Regions from separate parts of the Sus scrofa genome. Here region 2 is linked to region 1. Evidence: chromatin contacts called from public Hi-C data. All regions are on one chromosome and are shown on one strand. Each heading gives the region's core, a stretch centred on a gene start, on an enhancer-like site or on the middle of the called end of the contact. The rest is flanking DNA. Distances are from core to core; before and after follow the strand shown. Region 1 holds the start of PARS2 (probable proline--tRNA ligase, mitochondrial). Region 2 holds the start of TTC4 (tetratricopeptide repeat protein 4).

Evidence for each region. Hi-C and Micro-C count contacts between places; a contact is called where the count stands out from the background.
Region 2: a contact with region 1 is called in a Hi-C map of skeletal muscle, with 7 times the contacts expected there. The contact joins the promoter of TTC4 here to the promoter of PARS2 in region 1. A contact is called at or near these places in 4 of 47 Hi-C or Micro-C datasets (heart right ventricle, liver and skeletal muscle).

What each region holds. Positions count from the first base shown.
Region 1 is chr6:157,587,088-157,592,152 of Sscrofa11.1, forward strand. PARS2 (probable proline--tRNA ligase, mitochondrial) reads left to right here and starts at 1,898. Exons shown (of 4, transcript XM_003127972.3): 1 at 1,898-1,995.
Region 2 is chr6:157,650,280-157,655,159 of Sscrofa11.1, forward strand. TTC4 (tetratricopeptide repeat protein 4) reads right to left here and starts at 1,397. Exons shown (of 10, transcript XM_003127973.4): 1 at 1,209-1,397; 2 at 486-603. The coding sequence starts at 1,319.

The DNA of each region.
Region 1 (5,065 bases), core at 648-3,147:
ACACCACTATGCTCTAGAGCCAGGAACTACTAATTGAGAAATAATTAACACCTCAGGGTGCAGAGGAAGGATGCCTGGCTCTTCCAGGATTGGAAGGGATGTAAGAAAGTGCATAAAGAGCCAGGAGAAGTCTAAGGCTGCGTTGGATCCTGAAGATTTTTCTCCTTTTGTCTCTAGAGAGGAGGCATGGGGACCTTGGGGACTGCCTTCTTTGGGGAAAGCCCAGAGCACAGAGCTGGGCTGCAGTGGCTGAATGATGCTCTTAGAGCAGAAGCGCTCAGGTCCAGCCCAGGTTCTGCCCCACCTTCCAGCTGGTGAGCAGATGCCAGTCATGGAGCCCACCAAGCTGTATTTTTCTCGGCTGTAAGACCAGGACGATGACATGCGTCTCCCATCTCCCCTCCCTGCACCAGGCTATCTGAAGCCCTTCTTCTAGGCCAGGGATCGAGCCCAGGCTTCATGTTAGGATCAAGGAGGAGTCTAAAGTACTGATGCCCAGGCCCACCCCAGATCAAAGACCAGCATCGTGGGGCTGGGACCGAGCGATTCCCAGTGCGGTCAAGTTTAAGAACCACTGCTTTGGTTTGTTTATCAGGCACGGTGTTGGGAGCGGAGGGAAACAAAGATGTAAACCCTACCCCATCCCACGCCCCTCACACTGGCTCATCATTTCCTGATTCAGGGCCTGCGTGTGTCCTGGACCTTCCAATCCCCTCCCACTGCCATTCTTGTGTTGCTAACCTCCACTCATCCTTCAGGGTCGGCTTGAAGCTCACCTCCTCAGGGAAGCCCTCTTTCCCAGCATTCCTAGAGGACTGTTCTCAGCCCCCTCAGCCCACCCTATTACACCACGGATCACACAGTATTTTTCCTGGCAGATCCTGGTGGGCTGAGAGCTTCTTGGGGCCAGTATCAGAACCACCAGGGTCTTGCACTGGGTCGTGTACATTTTAGGCGCTGAATAAACTATAGCGGTTACCAGTTAGGTAGCGTCATATGATACACAGCTCCCACCTCAGGGCGTTTGGCACTTTTTGTTCTCTGTGTCTAGAACATTCTTTCCCCCCCCCCATATCTGCAAGGCCCTCTCAGCTCCTTCAGGTCTTTGCTAAACTGTCACCTACTCCATCAGACTTTCCTTGATCCTTTTATTTTAAATGGCAACCACAGACCGCCAATGCTTTCCCTTGTCTAATTAATTTTTCTTCACAGTATTTAACACCATCTGACTAATGGGTCCTGTCTTTACATAAAATTTTGACCATTTGTGCATCATGGAGTTTTTGCATTATTTTTAAAAACTTAATTGCATTAAAATACCACTTATCTTGACCCCTGAGATCTTTGGCCTCCCTTTAACTTTCACTGTATTGATTTATTGACTAGAATGTAAGCTACACTGAATGCAGGGAACCCTGTCTGTTTTGTTCACCATTCCCCGTTTCTTCAAGGGGCTGGGACACGGCAGCTGTTCAAAAAATATTTTGTGAATAAAAGTTTGTCTTAGTGTCTTAAAGATGAAATAAAGGTGCTTCATTTCCACTGTTTAAACTTTTTAATTTATTTAAATTGAAAGCCTGTAAAATCGCAGGATAGATTCAAACTCGCTTGGCCCGCTGTTGTCATAGTTACAACATCCAAGGCGGGTCTCCTATTCCGAGAGTGGGGCGGGCCCTGGCAGTGGGTGGGAACTTTAGGCTCAAAACCTGGGAAATTGGCCTTGATCATAGAGTTACACCTCCCTAAATCCTAGAGGGCACTTCCCGGATGGTGATTTACTTATTGCTGCCCAGGCCAATCTACGAGCATGTTCTTTCTCCGCGGCTAAGTTTCCTGCAAACCTCTAGCGTGGGGTGGGGCCAGTCCCCCGAGCACGGCTTTGTGATTGGCGGTAAGGACAGGAGGCGGAGTTTGACGTGGATACGCCCCCGGCGCACGCGCGCTGGTCGGGCACGGCGGTCGCCGCGCGGGCCGAGTTGGCAGGGAGTAAACCTGGTGAGCATGGGTGACAGCGAGGGCTGAGGGTTGAGGGAAGGGCGGGAGGCTGCGGAACAAAGACTGCGCTCGGTCCTGGACGCCGAGACCTAGAACCCTGGCGTCCGTTTTCTCACGTGCCTCCGGTCCTTGGATTGGGGCTGGGTCACAGTCACTGAAACTCTTGGATTATGCTTGTCTCCTAGTCTGTTTCCTCCCTTGTGAAATGGGGGCAGGACTTCCTCCCTTGTCTGCCTCGGGTCGTTGTAACTGAGGATTTGTTAGAAATCTCCGAGACCTAATGAATCAGAAACTCTAGGGATGAGGCCCCATAATCAGTGTTTAATAAGCCCTCCAGATGATTCGGATGCTTGCTTGAATTTCAGATCCACGGGGCTACCGGAATGTAGCAGGCTGTATTGAGGGACTTCCAAACCCGAGTTGGGAAGGAAGGTGAGAGACGGAAAGAAGGGCGTGCACATGAAAGAAATCTTACAGACAGACTCATTTACTTGGAGAGGAATCAAGGGGAAGGTGTTTCTGGTTTGGGCCACGGGCCTGAGGTGGGGCCTTAAGTGGTGGTGCCAGGAGTGAACCAGCATGCCCTGCCTCCCGAGTCTGCACTTTTCTACTCAGTCACGTTAGGGCTCCCATCCTTTTTCAGGTCATAGGCCACATAGGAAATGATACTGTTTGTACAGTGCCCGGGGGAAATAGATGAAGCTGCTTGAGGTTGGAGTGGACCAGCTGTGGGATGTGAAGCCGCTGAAAGCTGGAGGGAACCACCTGGGGAATTTGACCTTCCCAGAGCTGAGGGGAGTCAGTAACCCATTCTCGGCATAAGGCTGGAGAGCTTTGCTCCATGAGGATATGCTGGAGATTAGAGGTGCTCGTTTTATTCGGCAATAAATCAAGAACCTTGAAAGGGTTTATATACTTTTTGACTCAGTAATTCATTCCTGAAAATCTCTCCCAAATATGTAACAAGAAACCCTTCTGTTTATTGTAGATTATGTTATAACAGAAAAAATTGGTAACTCTGAAGAATCATTTTTGTTTTTTTGTTTTCTTTTTAGGGCCACACCTGCAGCCTATGGAAGTTCCTGGGCTAGGGGTCAAATCAAAGCTGCAGCTGTGGGCCTACACAGCCACAGCAACTTGGGATCTGAGCCATGTCTGCAGCCTACACTGAGTGAGGCCAGGGATTGAACTGCATCCTCGTAGATACTAGTTGGGTTTGTAACCCACTGAACCACACGGGAACTCCCCAGAGAATTGTTTTTTTGTTTTTTTTGTCTTTTGTCATTTTAGGGCTGCACCCTCAGCGTATGGAGGTTCCAGGCTAGGGGTCCAATTGGAGCTATAGCTGCGGCCTACGCCACAGCCACAGCAACGCCAGATCCGGGTGGCATCTGCGACTTACACCTTAGCTCACGGCAATGCTGGATCCCTAACCCACTGAGCGAGGCAGGGATCGAACCCACAGCCTCACGGTTCCTAGTTGAATTCGTTTCTGCTGTGCCATGATGGAACTCCAGGAATTGTTTTTGATTTAATCAGTGGGATATTGTGCTGCCCTTAGGAATGTGTAAATATTTTATAAAATCAGGCAGAGCTTCTTTGCCTGCCCACCTGCTTATATCCCTCACAAGCATTCTGTCTTAATAAATCTATTTCTTGCCTAAAAAAAATAAAATCAGAGCTCCCGTTATGGCTTAGCAGGTTATGAACCCGACCAGTATCCATGAGGATGCGGGTTCGATCCCTGGCTTCATTCATTGGGTTAAGGATCCTGCGTTGCCATGAGCTGTGGTGTAGGTCGCAGATTCAGCTTGGTTCCTGAGTTGCTGTGGCTGTGGTGTAGGCTGGCAGCTACAGCTCTGATTCGATCCCTAGCCACGGAACTTCCATATGTCGTGGTGCGGCCCTAAAAAGAAAAAATAAAAATAATAATAAAAAATAATAAAATTATCCAGAAAGCTACACGCTCATTCAGTAGACAGTGTCTAGTAAGCCCCTCTATGTGACAAGCAAGTGAGATATGGCCCTTGCATGCACAGCCGAGTGCCTGGAGGAAGACCAGCGGCCAAAGGAGCAGTAACTCCAAAGACTGATTGGTGTTCCATGGGGGAGAGGGGTGCTCCCACGGGAGAAACTGGTCTTTGGGGTATGGGACGTGGGTCCAGAAAGGTATCCCAGACGACAGGGTAGCACTCCTGAGGCCTGGAGGGTGAGTAGACGTCAGTACGCGAGGGGGAGAGGAGCATTCTATGCAGAGGGGACTGTGTTTTAGTGCTGCAGCTGGAGCACGAGAGGGCAAGGGTCCGAGGAGGCCAGAGGGGACCAGCAGGCAGCTCACGTGGGGCCATGGGCACCATGAAGGTCGAAGCTTAGACCTGATTCTAAGGGTAGCAGGAAGCTTTTGGAGGATTTTTTTTTTTTTTAATATATAGTGATTTTTATTTTTTCCATTTTAGTTGGTTTACAGTGTCGTGTCAATTTCTACTGTACAGTAAAGTGACCCAGTCACATATATACATTCTTTTTCTCGCATTATCCTCCATCATGTTTCAGAAATGACTGGATGTAGTTCGCTGCGCTATACAGCAGGATCTCATTGCTTATCCACTCCATGCTGGAGGATCTCGAGCAAGAAAAGCTGCTGCCGTCTTTGTTTTGGATGTGTCCCCTGTGACGGCAGAGTGGAGAATGGGCTGGAGGGGAGTGGGTATGGAAGCTGGGGGCCCAGGTGAGAGATGATGGTGCCCTGCATCTGGGCAGAGGAGATCCCCCCCTTACCCCACCCTCATATACCCACCCTCACCAAGCCCTCTGGACCAGCAACGCCGGATCATTAACCCACTGAGCAAGGGCAGGGATTGAACCTGCAACCTCATTGTTCCTAGTCGGATTCGTTAACCACTGTGCCACGACGGGAACTCCCAGATACCGTTCTAATAACATTTTATAACTTCTCTAAGTTCCCGCAATAGGAGTTCCCATCGTGGTGCAGCGGAAACAAATCCAACTAGGAACCATGAGGTTGTGGGTTCAATCCCCAGCCTCATTCAGTGGGTTAAGGATCGGGTGA
Region 2 (4,880 bases), core at 147-2,646, 63 kb after region 1:
CTCATGCTAGCTCTTGAAGATAGGACTTTTTTTTTTAATTACTGAAGAAATAGGGGGAAATTACACTTCTGCTTTTGTGTATGTTGTTTGATTTCCTGCAATGCAAATTCCCCCTCATCACCCTAGCCAAGAGCCTATAAAATTGTTACAATTCAGTTCAAATTTTCAATCCACTGAAAGCCCATTCCTATCTCCCCGGGCAGCACCAGGTGTTCCGGCAGCTCCGAGAATATTGCTAGGTTTGCCCTGATCACACACAGCTGTCCTGATGCTTTAGGAAGATTTGTCCATCCATTGGAATATGACCTTTCTCCCAAATCCCCAATGGCTAGTGTTTAGCAGGTATCCAAAGAAGTATATCCGCAATAATAGTGACACATTAGCTTAGGCTAACTACTTCTTGTTATCAATCAGAACCTTTCTGACTCACGCTTTATCTCAATTTAATGGAGAAGCAAAACAAATGTTAGAGTCTTTGAAGATACCTTCTGGAGATCGTTCTTCATCAAAAATAATTGACTGGAGGCAAGCCAAGTCAGGATTCTCTTTGGGATCAATTTCTGATGGTGCTTTCTTCATAAATAGGGGGATCTTTTCAAATTCCTAGAAGAGAAGAATGAACTGTACAAATAGGATTTCCTCCCGAATAGATCCAATTCCATGTTCCTACATCAAAGTTTTCTCATCATGATTTGCAAATCATCATGATTGGCTCTATCTCTTCCTAGCCAGGCCTCAGTTTCCTACCTGTGAAAGAGAGTAGAAAACCCCTAAAGATCCTTCAGTTCTCACATTCTTACAAAAGCAGTAATAATCATCATGAGTTGAGCACTCATGTGCCCGGCACTTTCCCCACCCTCTCACTTTAGCTTCGCCGCAACTCTAGAGATTGGTGCTCGAGTTAGGGGAATTTTACAAATGAGGAGACGGGCTCAGATAAGTGAAGTAAGTAACAGCCAGTAAGTAGAACCACCGGTGTCTGACCCCAAAACCTGCACGCCTAAATGTATTTGCAGCTTAAGAAGACCCTGGAAACGCAGAGGCCGATTTTTCACACTCAAGTAGAAACCATCTATCCTCCGGCAGCGCTAGAAGTGGCGAGGGAGGCACCTTCGGGACAGAGGAGGCCCCAGGAGTTCTGACGACGCCCCCCGCCCCCCACGAGACACACACACACACACACGTGCGGAGACCCCGGGCCCACCCACCTCCTCCCATTGGTCCTCGTGGAAGCCGCCGCTGTAAGGCTGGCTCTGAAACTTTTCCAGAAACGAGTCCATAGCGTCGTCTGAACTGGCCCCCAGCTCTGGGCGCTCCATGGCAGCCCTCTGTCCCACCGCCACGGTCTAGGCGCTGAGAACCACTCGGCTACTTCCGGCGGCGCGGGTGCTCTTCCTTCAATCTTCCGGGCGGCGCCGGCCCGCTGGCCTCGCGTTCCGCTCTGCTGGGGGCGTGGCCGACCCGACTCCACCCTTCCCACTCTACCCCGCCCCCCATCCCCAAACCCCGGGCAAGTTGCTGGCCCGTCCCACCCCTCAGTCATGCTGCTGCCCTGCCCTCAAGAATAATTTTGGGGTCGTGGATGAGCCCAGGGCCTCACAATACTATCACTTCATTTACTCATTCAGTCAGTCAGCACCTATTCCTAAGCCCCTTCTGTGTTTCAGGGCTGTTCTAGTCGCTGGGTGTACAGTGCTGGACAAAGCAGGTATAATCCCTCCCCTCTAGATGATAAGGCAGAGGGAGAGACAGACAAAACCTGAGAGTTTGTCAGGTGGTAGCCAGAATTGTTGAAGAAAAGTGTTAAACAGGGTGTCAGGCATTCAAAAGCAAAGAAAGAGGCCTGGGAATGGCCAGGGTTTTTCTAGGGAAGAGCATTCCCCATGGAGGGAACAGAGAGGGCTGGGGTGGTGGTTGCAGCAAAGAGTGTGAGCAAAAGGTAGGTGGGAGGGATAATAGGCTGAGATTCTGCAAGCTCGGGTTTTCCTTGGGTTTCAGAGTGCAGTGTGCAGTGAGACCTTTCAGAGAGTTTTTGGTTTTGTTTGTTTGGGGGGCACGCTTGGCATGCGGAAATTCCTGGACCAAGACTCAAACCCACCCCACAGCAGTAACCACAGTGGTGACATTGCTGGATCCTTAACCTCGTAAGCCACCGGGGAACTCCCTTTTGGAGAGCTATGAGAAAAGGGGGGATGTGATCAGACTCTTTCTGAAGTTAACCGCCCCTACCCCAGCCTACACAGCAGAGATGGAAACAAGTCCTCTGGGCCAGGTGTGCCTTCCTACAGTCACTGAGTTACCCAGTAAATGACTGCTGGACCCTGCCTTGGGTGCTATGCTCTGAGGAGCTTATAGCCTGATCTAGAAGGAAGAACAGGTAGGCAGCAGACCTATCTCACCTGGGCTGGTCACAAGCCTGCACGATGGAGGCACAGGGACTTGACAATCCCTGAGGTATTCGGGCAGGTTTCACAGAGGAGGTGATGCAGACCTAAGAGCAGAGATGGGGTAGGTCTCTGCAGACAGATGAGGGCTGCAGGGAAGTTGGGCATTTTAGGCAGTGGGAGCCATGTGCAGAGACATGGGGGTGGGCAACAGCCCGCATGCTGGATACTGCAAGAGTTAAGAAAAAGGCTGACTGCCCTGCAGCCCATTATCCTGCAGAGAAGAGTGAGCCCCTCTCAGATCTGAGGGCAAATTTTTTTAGGAAGGCCTGGGTTGCCAGGTGAAGGATGGATGGGGGAGGCTGGGTTAAGAGATGGACAAGGAGGGTGCTGGTGAGAAGCCAGGGAAGAAAAGAGATCTAAAGCCCAGAAGCAGAGCTGGCAGGCTTGCTCATTATTTGATATGAGGATGAGACAGACAGCAGGGCTAACAATGACACATGAAGGGCCATGAGCCTTCCAGAGCCAAGACTGTGTCTTTTCCCTTCTACTTCGCCCACACCCAGCAGAACACCTGGTCCAAATGCTCCCTTTCCTCCAAATCCAAATCTCCTTTGCCACTTCCCTCTCCAACAACGTACAGAATGGGAGAAAATAGTTTCAAATGATGCAAATGACAAGGGCCTAATCTCTACAATATACAAACAACTTATACAACAGCAAAAAAGCCAACCACCCAATGGAAAAATGGGCAAAAGACCCGAATAGACATTTCTCCAAGGAAGATATACAAATGGCCAACAAGCACTTGAAACAATGCTCAACATCACTGATTATTCAAGAAATGCAAATCAAATCCACTTCCCTCTCCAGTCTGCTCCCTAAAGGTCCCCTTCTTATTCTCCTCTTCCTTATCCTTTCCCTTCTTGCACACAGAGCCTACACAGTCCTTCTGCTTCCATTTAAAAATTTGATTCCTCGGAGTTCCTGTCGTGGCTCAGTGGTTAATGAATCTGACTAGGAACCATGAGGTTGAGGTTCGATCCCTGGCCTTGCTCACTGGGTTAAGGATCTGGCATTGCCATGAGCTGTGGTGTAGGTTGCAGGCGAGGCTTGGATCCCGAGTTGCTGTGGCTCTGGTGTAGGCCGGCAGCTACAGCTCCGATTAGACCCCTAGCCTGGGAACCGCCATATGCCGCGGGAGCAGCCCTGGAAATGGCAAAAAAGATAAAAATAAAAAATAAAAATTTGATTCCTGGAGGTTCCCATGTGTGGCACAGTAGGTTAAGGATCCTGAGTTGCTCAGCTGCGGTGCAGGTTGCAGCTATGGCGTGGATTTGATCCCTGGCCTGGGGAAGCCAACTGGAGATTACTTGGGGCCCTGGGCCAATAACTGAACCTATCGGCCTCCATTGTGCTTCAAGACCTCCCAGACCCAGAAGGTGGCAGCTGCTGTCAAAGCTACTCCAGACCTGGCTTCTGGCAGCAGTGTCTCTGGTTGGAAAGAGCTCAGGCATGGGAATTGGGGGGCTCTGGAATCCACATTTCTATTGATTCCCTTTTGTGATCCTGGACAAGACCTACCCATCTTTGAGCCCCGTCCTCATCTGTGGAATGTGGGCAGTGAAGCTTGCCTGCCTTCCCCATAGCTCCATGCGGCTCCTGTGAGACTCCAACGAGGCAAAGCTTGTGAACATTCTTGGCCATGGACAGGGTTATGCAATAGGACCACCCCATTTCCGACTCTCTCTTAGGCCCAGAATCCAGATGGCCTTGGCCTACATTTACTGGGGGATGATCGTGTGGTCAGATTCACGGGTTCCTCATCCCCAGCAGGAGCTTAGATGGAGGTGCTCCTCAGGCCTTCAGCTCTGCACACTCACCCAGGGAAGCTCAGCTCACACCTGTGCACAGATGGATCCAAAACCTGTTTCCATCTGCGAGCCCTCTGTCGAGCTCCACTGCATACAGCCAGCATGTGGGGGATGTCTCCACCAGCATGGCGCACAAGCCCTGCTTCACTACGTCTGGATCAAAGTCATCCTTCTGCAGACCCGCTCCAGGTTGCAAGGGACACTCTGGCGGCAGGGGGCTGGGCACTGTTGGCCTGGTCATCCACCCAGAAACCTGGGTACCATCCTGATGTCTTGCTCTCTCTCCCTTTCCCCCATCCTGTCAACCACCAGATGCTGTAGATTCTCCTTCCTTGATCTCCCACAGGTCCAGTCACCCCCCTCCATCCCGCACTGCAGCTCAGGCCCCCGCCAGGCCCTGAAGTCTCCAGCTGGGTCTCCCTGTCTGGGCTCATGTCAGTCCCCCCACCAGCACTTTCACTTCACTCCTGCGTGAGCTTTCGTCCTCTCCCTTTTCCATGTATTCCCTTTGCTGCTCCAGAGCCCTCCTCCTTTTCCCCTCCTATCACTCTCATGTGTTTTCATGGGCCTTTTCAGTTTATAAGTGTTCCTGAAAAATGCAGCCTTTCTGGGAGTTCCCGTT